Regions from separate parts of the Sus scrofa genome. Here region 2 is linked to region 1. Evidence: chromatin contacts called from public Hi-C data. All regions are on one chromosome and are shown on one strand. Each heading gives the region's core, a stretch centred on a gene start, on an enhancer-like site or on the middle of the called end of the contact. The rest is flanking DNA. Distances are from core to core; before and after follow the strand shown. Region 1 holds the start of ZBTB16 (zinc finger and BTB domain-containing protein 16). Region 2 overlaps ZBTB16 (zinc finger and BTB domain-containing protein 16).

The links. Hi-C and Micro-C count contacts between places; a contact is called where the count stands out from the background.
Region 2: a Hi-C map of omental adipose tissue shows a contact between it and region 1, with 2.5 times the contacts expected there. The contact joins the enhancer-like site here to the promoter of ZBTB16 in region 1. A contact is called at or near these places in 4 of 5 promoter capture datasets (fetal liver, fetal skeletal muscle, liver and 1 more), 20 of 47 Hi-C or Micro-C datasets (alveolar macrophages, brain, fetal heart ventricle and 10 more) and 1 of 2 datasets of contacts at active chromatin or transcription factors (skeletal muscle).

The regions. Positions count from the first base shown.
Region 1 is chr9:41,637,388-41,642,081 of Sscrofa11.1, forward strand. ZBTB16 (zinc finger and BTB domain-containing protein 16) reads left to right here and starts at 2,149. Exons shown (of 7, transcript XM_021062868.1): 1 at 2,149-2,472. LOC106504875 (a long non-coding RNA gene) reads right to left here and starts at 2,084. Exons shown (of 3, transcript XR_002335639.1): 1 at 779-2,084.
Region 2 is chr9:41,746,060-41,750,753 of Sscrofa11.1, forward strand. All of the region lies in intron 3 of ZBTB16 (zinc finger and BTB domain-containing protein 16), which reads left to right. Among named protein-coding and RNA genes, the nearest start is that of ZBTB16, 110 kb to the left of the region's middle. Within about 2 kb of position 2,687, at least 18 of the 83 cell types and tissues checked have an H3K27ac peak or open chromatin away from gene starts, as enhancers often do. A contact at or near this core is called in omental adipose tissue, retroperitoneal adipose tissue, skeletal muscle and 1 more, where this site is marked.

The DNA.
Region 1 (4,694 bases), core at 899-3,398:
TCTCTCTTTAACACTTACTAACAAGGGCTGGGCTATTTAATGGGCCGAGTTTATGAAGCAAGGGAGATTTTCACATAGCTTGAATATGGCATGGAGGTGGAGGGGCATGAAGGGATTGCTCTTCCTCTCCCATTGTTTCCAGAGAGTCGCTCTTTCTCTGATTTGAGGATTAATAGGAGATTAGATCAGGGGTTAATTGCACACTTCTCCTACTACTGCCCTCGGGAGGGGCTGGTAGGTGGATGTGGACAGAGAGGCAGCAACCTTTAGCAGGTACCATCTAGGCAGAAGCTCAACAGTTTAATGATTCTTTCTGCTCTTTCCCTGGGGAGGTGTTAGGCCCATTTTCTTACTTCCCTCCTCTCTTGCCCTCCTTGCAGAGCAGTTCATTCCCTCTTTTTAAAAATTGAAGTGTAGTTGATTTACAATATTGTGCTAGTTTTCAAGGGTACAGCAGAGTGATCCATTTACACACACACACACACACACACATTTTTAGATTCTTTTCCATCATAGGTTATTACAAGGTATTGAATATAGTTCTCTGTGCTATACAGTAAATCCTTGTTGTTCATCAAACCACTTCTTTCTTAACTTTCTTCAAATCCCTTTCCTCTTACAGACTGCAAAGACCTTAGCTAGGAAAGCAGTCATATCCTAGATGGCTCTTTATTGTTAATCAAACAGAACACCCAGGGACCTGGCTTTCCCAGGCATCTGTTGGATGTTGCTGTATTCACTGCTCTCACAGGATAACTGACTCCCTTCCTTTACTCACCGTGTGCTTCTCCCTCAGCTTTGCTTCTCTCCTCTGACTCCTGCAGGTCTGAGCACTTTTCTTGTGAACAGAGAGGGCTGCTGGCTGGGATGGAATTGCCTATCCTTGGGACTACCCCATTAGCAGCTCTTGAACCCAGATCAGTTCTGATGTAAACCTCCCCCAAGGGGCCTTATGGGGCCAGAGCAGATTTTTGCTTCTATTGGCTTCTGCCACCCTTCCTGACTCTTTAATTCCTGGGGCCCGACTCTCCGTTAGGGACAGTGTCTGAGATGTGCCTGGGGATGTGATAAAGGCACTGAACGTGGGGACCCAGTGACTGAAGCCCCTCGTTGCTAAGGCTGAATGACCTCCAGGGCTGACTCTCCGGAGACCCAGGGAGGGCGCTCTCCGCCATCACCCTCACCCCAACGCTCCTGGACGTTAGCCCACTGCGCCTCTCGAGCCCTATCTTCAACAAGCTCTAGGGAAAAGGGCGGAGAAGGGGACTCTGCGCATCCGGAGATTTCTTCTGGTGGCTCTACCCGGGGGCTACCGACCTCAACCCCATCCTCTAAAGTGGAGGAGCCAGATGAGAGGAACCACTTGCGGTTCTGAATCGTCTTCGGGCTTTTACTCGCCCCCTGAAGACTTTGCCCTGAAGGGGGTGCAGTTCTCAGGAAATGTTTTCAACTAGGTTCCCTGGAGGGCAAAGGCTAGGGGATGGCCAAGACTGGGAGGGAGAAAAGTTTCTCTCAGACCTCGACCTTGGCCTCCAGGGGTCGCGACAGCCAAAATGGGGCACCGCCCCTCGACGATAGAGCCCGCGGACCCTCTAGCATCTGGTTTACCCGGGCCGCGAACTCTGCGCCTGGAGGCTACTGGCAGTCTGGGTGCTCAGAAGACCCGGAGGCACAAAAGGCCTGGGCTTAGGCCGGTAAAGCGCCCTTCAAAAACCGATGTCGAGGTACAGGCAGTGCCACCCCGAGTACGTTTAGAAAAAGTGCAAGGCGAGATGACACGCACTGAATAGGGGCAAATACTGGAGCCAGGGACAAAACTCCAAGCTTGGAGCAGCTGGGGAAAACAAAACCTGTGTCCAGTGGAAATTAAAAACCTGGGGGGGTGGTTGCTCCTCGCCCCTCACCTCCATTGCCCACTCTAAGGCTTCCGAGTCCCTGACCCTCCTCTCCGCCAGCTCCGTTCCTCTCCGCTTGGCCAGTGAGCGGCGGCCGCCGGCGCCCCAGCAGCAGCTAGATGTCAGGCAAAGCCCGGAGCGCGGCGCGCAGGGAAGGGAAGGGAGGGGAGGAAAGGGGTGGGGCGGGGAGCGCGCGCGGGCTTGGCCAGTGCGGGGGGTGGGCGGGCTGAGTCCGGGGACAGCGCGGGAGGGGGGAGGGAAGGGGGGCAGCTGTGGGCAGGGAGCCGGGCTCGGCCGCCAGCACTAAAGATGGAGAGGCGCCGGGGCCTCGCAGGGGAGGGGGCTCGGCGTTGACGTGGGACGCGGCGGAGGCGCCGCAGCCGGTGGTGATTTGCTAACCTCGCAGTAGAGAGGAGTTGAGGGCGATGAGAGCGGGTACTGCGAACTGCCGGGCGATGCCGCCGCTGCCGCCTTGATACCGAGAGCAACAGTTCCCCAGCAACACCCCCCTCCCCGACACAGGCACACCCCCCGAGGAGGCACGCACACCCACCCCACGGCGCCCGGCTCGGCAGCGGTGAGTGGGGGCCCGGGGAGGGGCGCACCGCCCAGCTGTAGCCTTGCGCCGGGGCGCCCCGGGGCTGGAGAGGTCTGGGGGGGCGCGCTCGCTTCGGCCACTCGGCCGTTGGGCTTCTGCCTTGTTTTATTCTGCTTGTTCCCTTCCTGCTGCTGCGGCCGTCGCCACCGGCGGTTGGGGGTCGGCTAGAAGCGGGAGCCTCGGCTGTCAGCTTGGGCGCAGCTGCGTCCCCAACCCTTCCGCTCCAGGGCACGGTCGGGGCGAGAGGTGGGGGGCAGAGCGGTCTGCGGGGGCTGAGGGCACGAGCAGAGGGTTGGGGATCGGGAGGCTTTGTACCACCAGGGGCCAGCGGAGGAGCCGGGAGCCTGTGGGTGCTCATATGTATGCCGACCGGTGCGCGGGCGCGAGATAGGGCTGTGGTTTATTTGTGTGTTTATTCGCCGGCCGGCTGGGAAGCTAGAATCGGAGGATCCGAGGAGTAGATCTAGGGCGAAGGGAAGCAGAACTGGGACTCAGTTGGGTTTTGTTTCTCTTTGCAAAACGTGGTGGGCTCTTTTTTCCTGACTAGAGTTGACCAGCCCCCCCGCCCCAGGTTTTTTTTTGGGGGGGGAGGGGCACCGTGGCCGTGCGCTCTGGAGGGTCTCCAGCGCTCCGGGCCCTTCTCGGCTCTCGGCGGGACCCGCCGTGGCGCCGGAGCTCGCAGTTGCGCTCCCGGCCGCGCTCGGTGGGTGCTCGGCTTTGCACCTGATGCGTTCGGGATGCTTTTCTCACCCCGGCAAGCTTGCGGCTCGCTTGCAGAGCCACTGGAACTCCCGCACGCGCTCGAAATGCGCACGATCTCGCCGGCCCGCGGACCCGCTGGAACGCACAGACGCGCTCGGCAGAGACTCGCTCGCCAAGCTCCCCGGGACGCTCGCAATGTGCTTGGGCCCGGCGCGCCGGCTGCTGGGCGCCACCAGCCCGAAGCCCGGGACCTTGCTCATTGCTCCCGGGGGTCACGGCCCTGGGGCGGAGAGGGAGAGCCCGCAGACCCCTTTTCGTCTTTCCTCCCCCAACTCGCTGTCGGGCTTTTGTGCTTCTCCTTCGCCGCGGGGCGGGTCAGCCTCCTCGCAGCTCTCGCCCAGGCGTCCGGCCCGCCCGGAGTCTCGCCTTTCGTCCGGGTCTCTTTCGCTTTCCCTCTTGCTAGCCCGACTGCCTTTCTCTTTGCCGTCTGGCTCCCTCGGAAAAGTTGCTTCTCCAAGTTTGCTGAAGTCTTCAAGTCTCCGTGGGGGTGGCTGAAAGCTAGGGGTGTATGAGAGCGCGATCGATCCCCGGAGCTCGAGAGGGTTAGCGCCGGCTTTCCCTCGCGCCGCAGGGCTGGGCGCTGCAACCAGCGCCAGCCGGATCGCGGGCGCCAAGCCGCGGGTGGCGGGGACCGCTGACCGAGGCACCCTGATTTCCCTCAGGATCCAAGGAGCTTGCGTCGGGGAAGGAATTCGGGTTAGCCCAGCTTCCGTTCTTTGGATTGACCCCTCCTAGTTCTCTGAAATCCCGAAGTCTGGAAAGCGCATGGTGGCAAGGCGCCCATGAATGGCCGTTTCCCCCCCACCAGCCGCTGCTTCAGTTCTCACCCCAGGGTGAGGAGCTAAAGTGTCTTGATTAGTCGTCTTGTTAACCCTTTCTGCATAAGACTTGTGGCTATAGAGTGAGTAGGGCGCCTTTTGGGAGCGAAGGCCAGCAGCGTTCCAAGAGAGAGGGAGAGCCCTTGCTCCGCTTTGCTCCCAGGTCATTTCACTGCAGTATTGACCACAGCACAGCAGAGGCTGGGAGGGACCTGGGCCTGCGAGGTCTTTCTGACACTCTTTAGACACGTTTGGGAGTCCCACAGCCCTGTTACTGATCCCAGGCGGTTCTTTGGGAGACGCCTTTGTCTCCAGCCCTGTCTTCCCTTCGTATTCATCAAAACTCACACCATAGATACTGTTGTCAGTATCACTTCTTGCACCTCCAAGCCATGTCCAGCATCAGTAACTGCTCTGGGTCATAGGCCTTAGCCACTCCTGGGAGCCTGTGGGACACACTTGGAATTCACCTTCCCAGCATGTGCACTTCTGGGTTTAGGGGTGCTTATTTCTTAGGATCTCTCTATAGGTCCTTCATGACCTAGCTTACATTATACAGGTCCCCCTGACCAGTGGGCACTGGTGGGCAGCAGATAAGTACGACATATTATGTAAGTGCAC
Region 2 (4,694 bases), core at 1,437-3,936, 110 kb after region 1:
GATCCACCCAAAGCCGATGCCATTCTCTGATTTCCGAGATCTTTCCGCCTCTCGGGCGTGCCCCCTGCCTGAGTGGTCCTCCGTCGCCCCCTTCTCGCCCTGCCCTCGCGCCCTCGCTCTCTCACCGGGCTGTGCCTGGGGCCCGATGTCCGAGGCTGTGCCCGAGAGACCAGCTGCCACCCTTCCACGTGGTGGCGGCTCTCCCTGCTGGCTGTCCTTCTCGGCGCTGTCTTCTCCGCTCTCTCTAGTGGCAGGTGTTTACCTTTCAGATCTGCTGTCTTCCCCTCCCTTTTCCCCAGTCTCTCTTCATCTCATGCCATCTTTTCATCCCTGTTCTTGCATCTGTGGTGGCCACAGCCTTTTCTCCATGCTCGTGTGCACCTGCTGTCTTCCTTCCTGTGTCTTCATCAGACTTGGTCTCCCCTCCATCTTGGTTGGCTTTCTCTCTCTCTCTCTCTCTCTCTCTCCTCTCTCTCTCTCTCTCTCACACACACACACACACACACACACACACACACACGCCTCAAAGTGTCTTAGCTTGGAAGTTGGGTGGTGATTGGGGTGGGGGACGAAATGTCACTCTGGCCCAGAAGCCTGGGGAGGACTCAGGAATGCTCTTGGCATCCTGATCCTTGTGTGCTCCTGCCCCTTTGCCTCTTGGAGACCAGAGGGGGCTTTCTCTGGCCTGGTTCCTCCTTTCTCTGGATCCCTGGATGTTTGAGCTGAGCACAGGCGAGTGGATGAGCGGGGTTAGGGTTTGCAAGATCCTTATTGGACTTTGAGGCTAAAGAGCATGTTTTGCTGGCACTGTGCTTTCAGAGGCCTGTGACCGTGCACCTGCGTATGGAGCCGTCAGGCACCTAGGGGTGTGTCACCCTCAAGGACCTGTGGCCTGTTCTGGTGCCCGGCTCCTAGAAAGCTTTTGAAAAGTGCTTGTAGATACTAAAGTGTTTGTACTTCTGGGCAGGGTCTGGGTTTGGTGGAGCTTTCATGAATTGGGGTGCCCTCTTTCAGAAAAAGATTATGGATATCAAATGCTAGAGCCCTTCCCAATGTGGGGGAGGGGGGCCGGGCGCTGAAGCACCTGCTTTATTAGCTTCATGAATGGGGCCTAAATAAACAGAGTGAAGAGCAGCCGGTTGAGGCCCCCACAGTTGGAGCAACCGGGTGGGGAGATTCAACGCTAAGGCTGGGATGGTGACATCTGCTGTGCTCTGAGGACCCTCAGAACGAGGGGCAGCCATGCAGACCTCAGGTTTGCATTCTCCAAAGGGCAGGACCAATCCTCCCATCTTTGGTAAACTGCCACTGGACGTCGATGCCCCTGGATTTTTTTCTCTCTTCTTAGTGCGTCTGGTTGGGAGCCACAGACCAACCCTGAGTCCCACCTCACCCAGAGCTGCCAGGTAGATCAGTACACATGGCGGCGTCCGGCCTCCATGCTGCCCTGCACGGACTCTCTGCAAAACAACACGATGGCCATGCCTTTCCCAGGTGCCCCGTCTGCCTGGGCTGTAGAGCTGTGTCGGATGGAGGCAGAGCGCTGGTCTTCTCATGGTCTATGAGTGTGTGTGTGTGTGTGTGTGTGTGTGTGTGTGTGTGAAAGAGAGAGAATGTGAGACTGTGCATGTGTGTGACTCTGTGCATGTGTGTGTGTGTGAGACGTATGCGTGTATAATGCTGTGTATGTGGAACAGGAGGGTGAGGGGTCCTGGAGGTGATGGGACGTGTACCTAGAGGTTCAGGGGTCTGTTCTGCTGACCTTCCAGACTCATCCATTAATTAGGGTCAGGGGAGCAAATGGAATTGGGCGGTTTTTTGGGAAGGAGGCTACTTACTTCTTGGAAGATGTGGGAAAGCTACGGTTCTGTTCCCACTAAGGAGGGGCAGCTGTGTGTGCGTGTGTGTGTTTGTGTGTGCACACATGAAAGAAAGAGATTGAGAAGAAGCGTTTACATGAAATACTCAAAATTGTTCCTTTTGCTGTAATGGCTCCACACAGACCATTACCTTGCAGATTTAAAAACTAAATGAGCTCATCATATCTAGTGACTTCCCTCGACATTCATGCTTGATTGCGAAGCCTGCCTTACCTTTGCATTTCAACTTCATTGTTTGTTATGAATTCTCGGATAGCCGTTTCTCCCCCTCTTGGATTCAACCGTGAACACGCTGATTTTGTGCGAGGGGTGGACCTCAACAGGACCCCACTCAACAGGGCCCCACTCGAGAACCTTTTCATGTTAAAGACGGCCCTGTGACCTCTAGGGCAGAGCCTGGCATTTTGAGGGATCCAGGGCGCTGAGGTGGAGGCATGGGTTGGCTTTGGAGGGGGCAGAAGTTTTGCATTTTGTAATTCAATAATTCGCGTTTCGTGTGAATGGTTCTGCGTTCCGTGCAAGACTCTGCATTTTCATAACTGTCTCTTCCACTTTGGGCAGAGGAGGGGAGGGAAGAAATAACAGCAGCAGTATTCTGTGGGCAAAGGAAGAAAACAAGAGAATGGGGCAGAGAACAGGCTAAATTTAAAATTGTAATTGGCTGACTTCCACTGGCTTGCGGGTGTTTTAATGACTCATAATAACTTCATTTAAAACCAGCTGAGCAGAAAATAGATTGGAGAGGAGCCTCGGGCCATTATGGATTTGTTTTTTTTGACAAGCTCGGTGTACAGCAGCCAGGAAGGCTCTCACAGAGGGCTTGGCTGTGTTCTCTCTCTCTCTCTCTCTCTGAGGGTTGGTGGTCTGCCCGGGAGAGATTGTATAGAAACCTAGGGCTGCTTTTTTTTTTCACCCCCCCCCTTTAAAACTGATTAAAAATAGACGCCTTGAGGTATTATTTTAGCATCAGTATGTTTTTTTTTTTTTAACTTTTGATGTGGTAAATGGAACATAAATAAAATTGTTTTTGAAATTACCGAATTAATTAGGTAGTAAAGCCACGACAATGCATAAATTTCCTTTGCTCGTTGCCCTGATCCATATTTGGGGGGCGTTCCCCCCTTTTCCCATCCCCTCCTCCTGTCCCCCACCAGCCCCACCTTCCTCCCCACACGGATCCTCCCTTTGAATGGCAGCGTTCTTTTATCATCCGGGCAACATCCAAATGATTTTTTTTTTTTTTAAAGATCTGTAGGATTTTGACAGGATTGGTTCTATCCCGCTACTCAGTCAGCTCGAGGAAGCACGAGTTTTGGGAATTGCCAGAAAAGGCTCTAACCTGCCTCTGGCTGTTTTAAATAGATCCCGCCTGCTTCCCATGCTAGGAAGTGTGCCAGGCAGGCGAGTGAGCCTTTTTCTCTTCTCTTTTGAAAGTCAGCCGGCTCAGCCATGGGATGCATCTGTCTGGGCAGGACAAGAGGCCGCCCCCCCATCTGATTGCTTGTAGCCATTTATCTATCCCCTCTTATGGCACCTGTCACCTTCTTTGTGTCATAGCTATTTATTTGCTTGTCCTTTTTCGCCTCCTAGACTCTCAGCTTTTTCAGAACGTGTGATTTATTTCCATGTCTCCCATACTTCCTAGCGGAGTGACCTGCAAGGTGGTTACAACTCAGTTGTTTTTGGAATAAACTAATGGCTGAGTGGACCAGTATGTCTCGAGGCACCTGATGGGGAATTGCCCCTGAAGCGCCACCCTGCATCCTTGCAGCCCCAAGGGCCAGCTGTCTAGACTAAAGGACAGGAGTGGAGGCAGGACCTTATCGGTGTGTGCTCCGTGGCATCTCCAAGACCTGACACACAGCAGGCTCTCAGTAAATACTGTTGAATAAATGAATGGCTCTGGACGCACGGTCTGGCTGAGGGGAGAAGACAAAAATCACTACGTAATTGGATGCCTACTGTGGTCCAGGCCCGGTGCTTGGCCTGCTGCAGGTCTAAACTCACTTTTCTCATGTTGACCTTGGTGGTAGTTATGCTGATTCTGTTTTACAAGTAAGGCTTCCAGCATTGCAGTAGCTTGTGTAAGGTCACACAGCCAGGAGCGGCGAAGCTGGATTCCTAGCCAGGGCTCTCTGCTCTCTGAGCTCTTACTTTTCTAGTATGTGGCACGGCTGTGCTGGCCCAGAGGCTTGCTTTCCTGTGTGTAAAGACAGCCAGTGTCTCAGTGCCTGGGGGCTGAGACAGGGAGAATCAGTGAGGCTCTGTCCCTGGGGGTCCTGGGGGTGGGATGGGCGCATGGGCTACTGCTCAGGGCCTTGTACCTGGGTGGCCAAGAGCAGGTGTGTGACTTAGCCTCTTCCTGCTCTTCCCTAGTCATGTGTGTTCAGTTGTAGCTGCCATGGCGACCATTACTCCTCCCTCTTGCCTTAAGGGCAGGGGGAAGGGTAGTTCTGGGAGTGTCGCTAGAGGGTCTGTAGTGAGTAATTGGCCCTCCCACCCAGGTGAGAGCCTGGCTATTTTTTTATGTGTCCATAACTGTCCCACACAGAGAGGAGGGGCTGCACCAGAGAGCTGCCTGTGGTTTCCCACATGGGGACCCAGCTGGGTGCTCTGTTCCTTAGGAGGAGGCCCTCTGCTCTGTGATGCTGAATCAGAGTGAAGGGGCCAGCTGGCCAGTGCTGCATCCCAGAAAGGTGGGCGCTCTGGCAGCTAGGGGTGTCACCAGCCCTTCAGACTTCAGTGTCCTGGGGTGGGATGCGGCAGGAAGATTCCAGCCTCCCTGACCTTTGGAACCTGTCCGGGCAAGCTGGA